Linked DNA regions of Sus scrofa: region 1 is linked to region 2. Evidence: chromatin contacts called from public HiChIP or PLAC-seq data. All regions are on one chromosome and are shown on one strand. The core of a region is the stretch at or near the end of the contact, and the rest is flanking DNA. Distances in the headings are between cores, read along the strand shown. Region 1 overlaps KDM3B (lysine-specific demethylase 3B). Region 2 has its middle 3.7 kb from the start of CDC23.

What was found. HiChIP or PLAC-seq counts read pairs in DNA pulled down with a chosen protein or histone mark.
Region 1: a contact with region 2 is called in an H3K27ac HiChIP or PLAC-seq map of alveolar macrophages. The contact joins two enhancer-like sites. A contact is called at or near these places in 2 of 47 Hi-C or Micro-C datasets (liver and mesenteric adipose tissue) and 1 of 2 datasets of contacts at active chromatin or transcription factors (alveolar macrophages).

The regions. Positions count from the first base shown.
Region 1 is chr2:140,365,981-140,371,389 of Sscrofa11.1, forward strand. It overlaps KDM3B (lysine-specific demethylase 3B), which reads left to right. Exons shown (of 26, transcript XM_003480917.4): 3 at 2,212-2,379. Among named protein-coding and RNA genes, the nearest start is that of KDM3B, 23 kb to the left of the region's middle. Within about 2 kb of position 1,586, at least 7 of the 83 cell types and tissues checked have an H3K27ac peak or open chromatin away from gene starts, as enhancers often do. A contact at or near this core is called in alveolar macrophages, where this site is marked.
Region 2 is chr2:140,231,913-140,237,075 of Sscrofa11.1, forward strand. It overlaps a transcript of CDC23 not described here. Among named protein-coding and RNA genes, the nearest start is that of CDC23, 3.7 kb to the left of the region's middle. Within about 2 kb of position 3,644, at least 3 of the 83 cell types and tissues checked have an H3K27ac peak or open chromatin away from gene starts, as enhancers often do. A contact at or near this core is called in alveolar macrophages, where this site is marked.

The DNA of each region.
Region 1 (5,409 bases), core at 336-2,835, 130 kb after region 2:
TGGGGATTCTGACATTGTCCTGCATCACTCGTTGTTGCCTTAGCAAGAGTCATGTGAGAAATTTCTTGTAGAGGCACGTAGTTGGAAAGTGTTGCTTCCCTGAGTAATTGCTTTGTGCTTTCCTTTTAGACAGTGAGGACTGTGCAGCTGACCTCTCCATTTTCATAGTGACCTTTGGGAAGCTCAGAGCCAAATCAATCAATCACTCAATCATGCCATATATCATGCAGTCATATAGCTGTATAAATCCTTATTGCGTGATCAAGTTTTCCCTCCTTTTTTTTTTTTTTCTCTCTTTTTTGTCCACCCCATGACATATGGGGTTCCTGGGCCAGGGATCAGATCCAATTTCCAGTGCAGCACCGGATCCTTTAACCCCCTGTGCTGGGCAGGGGATTGAACCTACATCCTGGCACTGCAGAGATGCTGCCAATCCCATTCCACCACAGCGGGAGCTCATTACCTCTTTTTACACTTTGTAGTTTGCTTAGCCTTGATTTTTTAATTTATATTTTATTTTATTGCATATTTCCCAGGAGCCAACTAAAATTCTTTAAAAATGAAATGGGGGAGTTCCCGTCATGGCGCAGTGGTTAACGAATCCGACTAGGAACCATGAGGTTGCGGGTTTGGTCCCTGCCCCTTGCTCAGTGGGTTAACGATCCGGCGTTGCCGTGAGCTGTGGTGTAGGTTGCAGACGCGGCTCGGATCCCGCGTTGCTGTGGCTCTGGCGTAGGCCGGTGGCTACAGCTCCGATTCAACCCCTAGCCTGGGAACCTCCATATGCCGCGGGAGCGGCCCAAGAAATAGCAACAACAACAACAACAAAAAGACAAAAGACAAAAAAAAAAAAAAATGAAATGGGGAGTTCCCGGCGCGGCGCAGTGGTTAACAAATCCAACTGGGAACCATGAGGTTTTGGGTTCGGTCCCTGCCCTTGCTCAGTGGGTTAAGGATCTGGCATTGCTGTGAGCTGCGTGCGGTGTAGGTTGCAGACGCGGCTCGGATCCCATGTTGCTGTGACTCTGGCATAGGCCAGTGGCTACAGCTCTGATTCGACCCCTAGCCTGGGAACCTCCATATGCTGCGGGAGCAGCCCAAGAAATAGCAAAAAGACGAAAAAAAAAAAATGAAATGGGATATAAATGCTTTAGTCTTTCTTTTTGTGACCAGCTGTATTTTGGGCCCTAGAATTTCTGTTCTAAATATTGATATCTATATGCATATGTCTTCCTTTTTATGCTGTATTGAACAGGCTCAGATATCAGAATTTATATGGAAAAGTTAAGCCTAAGTATGCTATTTATTAGAAAAATGTTGTTTCAGAGTTTCTGGGTGGCCTAGCAGTTAAGGATTTGGCATTGTCACTGCTGTAGCTCAGATCAGTTCTGTGGTGCAGTTTCATTTCCCGGCCTGGGGACTTCTGTGTGCCATGGGTACGGCCAAAAAGAAAGAAAGAAAAATGTAGTTTCATTTAATATGAATTGATTTCAAAAACTCCTTACAGAGGCTACTTAAGTATATCTCAAAAAGCGGAGCCTTTTCTGGGAGGAAGCAAAGCATCGTTGTGATGACTGTGATGACAGTGTGCCTCTGCTGGTCGATGTGAGATCACTCCCGGCAGTTAGTGGTACTATAAAAATTCACTCAGGGGACTGGGAGAGTCTTTTTTTTTTTTTTTTTTTTTTTTTAGTGTTTATCCTTTTGAATTTTGTACCATGTGTGTATATAACCTATTCAAAATTAATTTTAAAATTTGAGTCATTTTCAGAAGAAATATAAGAAAATTTCTCTTCCCACATATTAAACTCTTGAGCTCCTTGAGACCAGGAACTGTGCTAGATTCTTCTCTGTATTCCTGAACCTAGCATAGTGCCTTATGTATAATAAGCCCCCAGCTGGTGTGCCTAGATGTGAATTGGAAACTGAGAGTTGAAAATCTCAGTAGGGTCACAGCTAAAAATTTACTAACTGTAGATAACTTACAACCCCTTAACTCTGTACCCTCTTTTCAGAGTGAGGATGAGAGCAGCTTCCTGGCTTTGAAGTAAGATTGTTTTTTATTGAAATCCATTAAAAGAACTTAAAAATAAGATAGTAGAATTTTACCTAGTCATTTTTTCAAAACAGAAGGTTTGTGTTTGTTCATGCATTGTAATGTTGGATTTTTCCAAAGGTAACCTAAAGATTGATTTTTAACTCTTTTTCTAGATCTTTGTAGAATTTGACGGCTGTAACTGGAAGGAACACTCCTGGGTTAAAGTTCACGCTGAAGAGGTTATTGTGCTTCTGCTGGAAGGGTCTCTGGTATGGGCACCCCGGAAGGACCCAGTCCTTGTCCAGGGCACTCGAGTCTCAATTGCACAGTGGCCAGCCCTGGTGAGTGACTTTTATTGGCTAGGAACATATTTGGCTTTTACTCCTATTTACTCCTGTACTAAAGGTATTTATCCAATAGCAGGACTCTTTAGAATTCCCTAAACTCCAATGCTTAGGCCTTAGCACACTTTTATTCTGAAGTTACCAGAGGAAAAATTGGAGATCTTTTCTCCTGTGTCTTCTGAAACTTTATATTAGATAATATTTGATACTTTGTTTCTGAATAATTTTTCACCTTGCTTTTTTATAGTAAGGTTATGAAACAATGTTTGTAATCTTAAAGTCTTTTTTTTTTCCATAGAAACTGTTTAATTTTTGCCAGCTTTATTGAGATATAGTTGACATATAACATTGTATAAGTTTGTATACAACATGATAGTTTTATACATATATATATAATGTATCTGAAATGATTGTCACAATAAGGTTAGTTAACACTTCCATTGACTCACATAGTTATGTTTTTGTATAAGACCTTTTAAGGTATACTTTCAAGTATATAATACAGTAGCATTATTAGCTATAGTCATCATGCTATACGTTAGATGCCCAGAACTTACTCATTTTATACCCTTTGACCGCTTTCATCCATTCCCCCCACTCTCCCACCTCTGGCAACCACTCCGAGTCTATGAGATCAGTTGTTTGAGGTTCTGCATGTAAGTGAAATCGTACCGCATTTGTCTTTCTCTGTCTGTTTCACTTAGCATAATGCCCTGGAGATTCAGCTATGTTCTTGTAAATGGCAAGATTGTCTCCTTTTTTATGACTGAATAATTTTTCATTGTGTGTAATATTCATGTGTGTCTGTGTGTATACACCACATTTTCTTTATCCATTCATCCATCACCAGATACTTAGGTGTTTCTACGTCTTGGCTCTTGTAAATAACGCTGTATGCTGAACATGGGGATGCAGATATCTCTTCCAGATAGTGATTTCAGGAGTTCCTTTTGTGGCTCAGCAGGTTAAGAACACGATTAGTATCCGTGAGGATGTGGGTTTGATCCCTGGCCTGACTCAGTGGGGTAAAAGATACAGCGTTGCTGTGAGGTGTGGTATAGGTTGCAGACACAGCTCAGCTGCTGTGTTGCTATGGTGTAGGATGGCAGCCGCAACTCTGATTCAACCTGTAGCCTGGAACTTCCGTATGCTGCAGGTGCAGGCCTAAAAAGACAAAAAAATATATGTGTGTGTGTGTGTGTGTGTGTGTGTGTGTGTGTGTGTGTGTGTGTGTGTGTGTGTGTATGTGTGTGTATATATATATGTGTGTGTATATATGTATGTATATGCATATGTGTGTATATGTATATGTGTGTGTGTGTGTGTGTGTGTGTGTATATATATTTTTTTTTTTTTTGATTTCATTTCCTTCAGATAAATACCCAGAAGTGGAATTGTTGCATCATATGATAGTTTTGTTTGTTTTCTTTTTCTAGCTACACCTGCAGCATCTGGAAGTTCCTGGGCTAGGATTTGAATCAGAGCTGTAGCTGCAGACTACACCACAGCTGTGGCAACACCAGGTCCAATAATCTGAGCTTCGTCTGTGACCTACACCTCAGTTTGCAGCAACACTGGATCCTTAACCCACTGAGTAAGGCCAGGGATCGAACCCACATCCTCATGAACACTGTATCAGTTTCTTTTTTTTGTCTTTTTGCCATTGCTTGCCATTGCTTGGGCCGCTCCCACAGCACCTGGAGGTTTCCATGCTAGGGGTCTAATCGGAGCAGTAGCCACCGGCCTACACCAGAGCCACAGCAACGCGGGATCCAAGCCGCGTCTGCAACCTACACCACAGCTCACGGCAACGCCAGATCCCTAACCCACTGAGCAAGGCCAGGGATCAAACCCGCAACCTCATGGTTCCTAGTCGGATTCGTTAACCACTGAGCCACAACGGGAACTCCTGAACACTGTGTCAGTTTCTTAACTTGCTGAGCCACGACAGGAACTTTTCTATTTTTTATTACTTATTTATTTATTTATTTTTTGCTTTTTAGGTCCACACCTGTGGCATGTGGAGGTTCCCAGGCTAGGGGTTGATTTGGAGCTACAGCTGCCAGCCTACACCACAGCCACAGCAACACAAGGATCTGAGCTGTGTCTCTGACCTACGCCACAGCTTACAGCAACACCGGATCCTTTAATGAGCGAGGCCAGGGATCGAACCCAAATCCTCATGGATCTTAGTCAGATTTGTAAACCACTGAGCCACGATGAGAACTCCACCCTCTATTTTTAATTTTTAAGGAACCTCCATACTGCCTCCACAGTGCTGCGCTAAATTGACACTCCCCACTGATCGTGCACAAGGGTTCTCCCTTCTCCACATTCTTGCCAGCAGTTGCTACATTTGTCTTTGATGATAGCTTTTCTTTTCTTTTTTTGTTTTTTTTGTCTTTTTGCCATTTCTTGGGCCGCTTCTGCGGCATATGGAGTTTCCCAGGCTAGGGGTCTAATCAGAGCTGTAGTCGCCAGCCTACATCAGAGCCACAGCAACGTGGGATCCGAGCCGCATCTGCAACCTACGCCACAGCTCACGGCAATGCCAGATCCTTAACCCGCTGAGCAAGGCCAGGGATCGAACCCACAACCTCATGGTTCCTAGTTGGATTCATTAACCACTGAGCCATGATGGGAACTCCCCAATTGAACTTTTAGAAGAAGTTCAAATAGATCTGGGCCTCTAGGTGACTCTTGTAGGCAATTTATTTATGAAACAGTAATGTGAATTTACCCATGCATATTTATACCACTGATCATTTCAGAACTCTCACAAAGGTTTCAAGAGTTCTAGAGATGATAACTCTTTATTCTGGGAAGTTACTGTAATTTAGCCCTCTTGAAGCTCATCAAGATTAGTCAGATCATTAGAGAGAATGAGGAATTTCTCATTCTTCTTGTCCTTTTTAGCTTAAATAAGAATATTGAAGAGTTCCCATTGTGGCCCAGAGGCAACGAACCCAACTAGTATCCATGAGGATGCCCGTTCAGTCTTTGGCCTTGCTCAGTGGGCTGAAGGAT
Region 2 (5,163 bases), core at 2,394-4,893:
GTGATTTTAGGTAAAGAATGTTGTTTAGATTAACATCTATTATTAAAGATTGTTTCATAAAGTCAACTTTATTGCACCATACTATGCAGTATATGAAGGCAAAATACTAATTTTTTTCCTGTTTCACAAGTGATACACATTTTATATTTGTTTTAAACTTATAATTTAAAGGGGGTAGGATAAATTAGGAGTTTGGGGTTAACATACACACATTGCTATATATCAAATTGCTAACTGGAGTTCCCAAGTGGCCTGTTGGTTAAGGATCCTGCATTGTCATTCCTGTGGCATGAGTTGGATCCCTGGTCTGAGAATTTGGCATCCTTGGCATGCTGCAGGTGCAGCCAAAAATAAAATAATCAACAAGGACATACTGTACAGCACAGGGAACTCTACTCAATATTCTGTAATAATCTACATGGGGAAAGAATCTGAAAAAGAATAAATGTTGTATATGTATAACTTTGCTGTTTACCTGAAACTACCACAACATTGTAAATCAACTACACTCCAACATAAAATAAAAATAAATTTAAAAAAAGAAAAAAATTATTCAGCACTCATATCAGCTATAAAGTAGCTTTTGTGGCTCAACCGGATCAGCAGTGTCTCTGGAGCACCAGAACCCAGGTTTGATCCCCAGCCTGGCACAGTGGGTTAAGAATCCAGCATTGCCACAGTTGTGGCATAGGCAGCAACTGCCCCCTGGAATCTGATCCCTCACCAGGAAACTTCCATATGCTGTGGGGCAGCCAAAAAAAAAAACATAAAATGAGATACATCTAAGAGTTCCCGTGTTAAGGATCTCGTGTCTCCATAGCTCTGGTATAGGTCTCAGCTGCAGCTCAGATTCCATCCCTGGCCCAGGAATTTCCATATGCTGCTGGCGTAGCCAAAAAGATGAGTGAAAAAAAAAATTAAATAAGTAAATAAATGAAATAAGATACATCTTGACTATCAAAAAAACTATTTAGAGAGAAGATGATCTGTGTTTCTTAACTCAGGAGTTATATTTTTAATTTATCCTTTCAGAACTTCAAGTGGTATATACTGTTTACAGGGTTGGGTTTGTGTGTGTGTGTGTGTGTGTGTGTGTGTGTGTGTGTGTGTTTTGTCTTTTGTCTTTTTAGGGCCATACCCGCAGCATATGGAGGTTCCCAGGCTAGGGGTCTAATCGGAGCAGCAGCTGTCAGACTAAGCCACAGCCACAGCAACCCAGGATCCAAGCCACATCTGCAACCTACACCACAGCTCATGTCAATGACAGATCTTTAACCCACTGAGCAAGGCCAGGGATTGAACCTGTGTCCTCATGGAGTCCAGTCAGATTGGTTTCCTCTGAGCTACGATGGGAACTCCCTGCCTAGAGACATTAACTATTATCCATCGTGGGTAAATTTTTAATGTATATGTGACAGAATAAAGCACTACAACAGTCAGAACCAACAGAGAGGCTTCCAGTGTTCAACTGAGTAAAACAGCTGACCCTTGAATGATGTGGGTTAGAACTGTGCAGATTCACTTACATGCAGATTTTTTTTCATAAATACATATATGTACTCTAAATGTATTTTCTCTTCCTTTCTTTTTCTTTCTTATTTGGGGGGGGGGTGCGCACACAGCATGTGGAAGTTCCCAGGCTAGGGATCAAACCCAAGCCAAAGGAGGAACAACATTGGATCCTTAATCTCTGGGCCACCAGGGAGCTCTTTCTCTTCCTTTCTTAATATTTTTCTCCAGTTTACTTTATTGTAAGTATACACTATATAGTGCCTAAAACACACAAAATATTGTTAATTGACTGCTTATGTTACAGGTTAAACGTCAGTTAAGAGTAGGTTATTAGGAGTTCCTATTGTGGCTTAGGAGGTTGCAAACCCATGAGGACAAGGGTTCAATCCCTGGCCTGGTTCAGTGGGTTAAAGGATCCAGTATCATTGTGAGCTGTGGTATAAGTCACAGACATGGCCCGGATACAGCACTGCTGTGGGGCTCTGGCATAGGCTGGCAGCTGCAGCTCCGATTTGACTCCTAGCTTGGGGACCTCCATACGCCACAGGTGGGGCCCTTTAAAAAAAAAAAATTAAAAAAGGTAGGTAATTAGTAGTTAAGTATTGAGGAACGCAAAAGTTATACTTGTATTTTCTACTGAGGGGTTGGCACCCCTAACCCCCATGTTATTCAGGGGTCAGCTGTACACTGTTTCATGTTCATCTGACCACCAGGAACCACCTCACATTCATTCTTTCATTCAGTCGAGACTCAAAACTGTTCCCTTTTTTCCAGAAACTATTTAAATAATTATCTTATTTGTTAAATGTTTTAAAAAATGAAAGCCACAATCACCACCTTTAATGATGCAGAACTTTGTGAACCCCTGACCTCTGCTTCCTTGACCTTCCAACACCACCAATGTCAGCCTGGTTCAAAGGCGTTTTATTTCTGAACTGACCTTAGGCCTCCTTTTACCTTTCCTCTCACTCCAGAGGAAGAATGCTGATAATAATGAGTTCTTTATCCTAAGGCAGTCGAGTGGAGAGCTATAGATTGTGGACTCTAAGCCATATTACCTAGGTTTAAACCTAACTCCACTATTACCATATTCCCAAGATCTTGGAAATATCATTTATTCTATTTCCTTGAGATCGCTCATTGATAAAATGAAGATAATAATAATTCCTGCTACTCAGTTGGATTAGAACTGAATGAAATAATTCGTGTAATATATTTAGAGCAATTGTTAACAGACTCAGCACTGGATACATGTAAGCTATTCTTGAACACTTACTCTCTGCTGGGATCTTTACATATACGATCACTAATTTGCATTTAACAGATATGATAACTTATAGTATATAAGTGTGCCCATATATAACATACAGTACATAAGAACAATTTAAGGAATACTAAAAGAGGAGTTCCCATCGTAGTTCAGTGGGTAAAGAACCTGATTAGTAACCATGAGGTTGAGGGTTCGATCCCTGGCCCCACTCAGCAGGTTAAGGATCTGGCGCTGCTGTGAGCTGTGATGTAGGTCGCAGACGCGGCTCAGATCTCTGCATTGCTGTGGCTCTGGTGTAGGCCGGTGGCTACAGCTCTGATTTGACTCCTAGCCGGGAACCTCCATATGCCTCAGGTGCGGCCCTAAAAAGACAAACCCCCCCCAAAAAAAAAGAATACTAGAAGAGTACCTTGACTTTGACTCACTACTCAGATTAAGAAATAGAACATTACCAGATCTTTATTTTTTTAACCAGTTCTTTTTTATTTTATTTATTTATTTATTTTGCGACCTATTTATTTCTGCGACCTACACTACAGCTCACGGCAACACCAGATCCTTAATCCGCTGAGCGAGGCCAGGGTTTAAATCCGCAACCTCAAGTTCCTAGTCAGACTCATTTCCGCTGCACCACGACAGGAACTGCCTCCCACCCCCAATTTTTTTTTAAACCAGACATTTATTGCATGACTAATTGCTGAAATCCACAAGATGAACCGAATGCTGCAACAGCTGCCCTCTTGGGTTTAGGTATTGTTCCTTAAAGAACATGCAACATATAATTTTTCAGGTGCCTCATCACCAGTTACAGTATTTCCCTTTTAGCCTTAGCACCCCAGTCATACTCTCTCTTCTTCTTGGCCGAGTAACCACATTTGTCACAGATGGACTTCTGAAGGTGGCACAGTGTGTATGCATTACTGTGACACTTTCCCAATGATGACGTCGCCGTCCTCACCTCTTTTGTGGCCAAGACCAAAGAGATTATCAGTTCTTTAGAAGCCCCTCCAGCAAAAGTCTGCTTCCTCCTTCCATCTCTTCCCTTTGCCTTTTCTCCTTTCCTTTCTTCTTTTTTGTACATTCTTTCTTTCATTCTGCTCTGTTTATTTACTTATTTATTTAGGTTGCACTGGCAGCACATGGAAGTTGCCAGGCCAGGGATCCAACCTGAGCCACAGCAGTCACCAGAGCTGCTGCAGGGACGATGCCAGATCCTTAACTTGCTATGCCACAACATAACTCTCTATTCTGTTCCTTTTAAAGAATTTTTTTTTTCTTTCTGCACTCTGCCATTTCACAGCTATGAAACCTAGAGCAAGATACTTAATTCTTATGGACTTCAGTATCCTTATCTATAAAATGGGAATAATAAGAAAAATACCAACCTTAAATGGTTGTGGTGAGATTTAATAAGACGATATTTGCACAAGGGTTAAATGAGATAATCATTTATGTGAAATCTTTGGCACAGACCTTGGCATATGGTTGGAAGTCAATAAATAGGAGTTGTTTTTATATATACATATATATATACATATATATATATATATATAAACAACTCAGGCCCGCACCCTTGGCATGTGGAGAACCCCAGGCTAGGGGTCAAATCGGAGATACAGCTGCTGGCCTACACCACAGCCACAGCAACAGCAATGAGAGATCCGAGCCGTGTCTGTGACCTACACCACAGCTCACGGCAATGCCAGATGGCTGACCCACTGAGCGAGGCCAGGGATCAAACCCGCTTTCTCATGGATACTAGTCAGATTCATTTCCGCTGTGCTATGACAGGAATGCCCTGTATTTTTATTATTATTTAAAAATCATTTATTCTCCGATAGAAGAACTTTGTAGTATAATGGAAAAAGACCTGAACTTTGGAATCAGAAAGACCTACCAGCAGTGGCTAGTCACTAAACCTCTTCATATGTGAAATGAGGGTGCTAATACAGATGGTCTGTCACTGAGCACAAAGGGCTGCTCTAAGGACCAGAGGAAATGATACACAAAGTACCCAGTAATAAACTCTTTCCCTTCCTCCCTCCTTTCCTTCCTCTTTCTCTGGTAGGGTAAGTTTTCTTCCCAACAAAGATATTAAAAGCAGCTGTGTGCTTGTGCAATTTCTCTTGCATTCTGGGTTCAGTTCAGCAAGTGTTTATCAAGCATCCACTAGGTGGCGAAAAGCACTTTCCTGGCAGGTGTGCTGTTAAGCGGAGGATACTAACCCTGTCAGAAAATGAAGTGCTAGGGTCATCTACACTCCTGGGTCTGGGCCCTGGAATAATTTTTATTTTATTTATTTATTTATTTTTTTTTGTCTTTTTGCTATTTCTTGGGCCGCTCCTGCGGCATATGGAAGTTCCCAGGCTAGGGGTTGAATC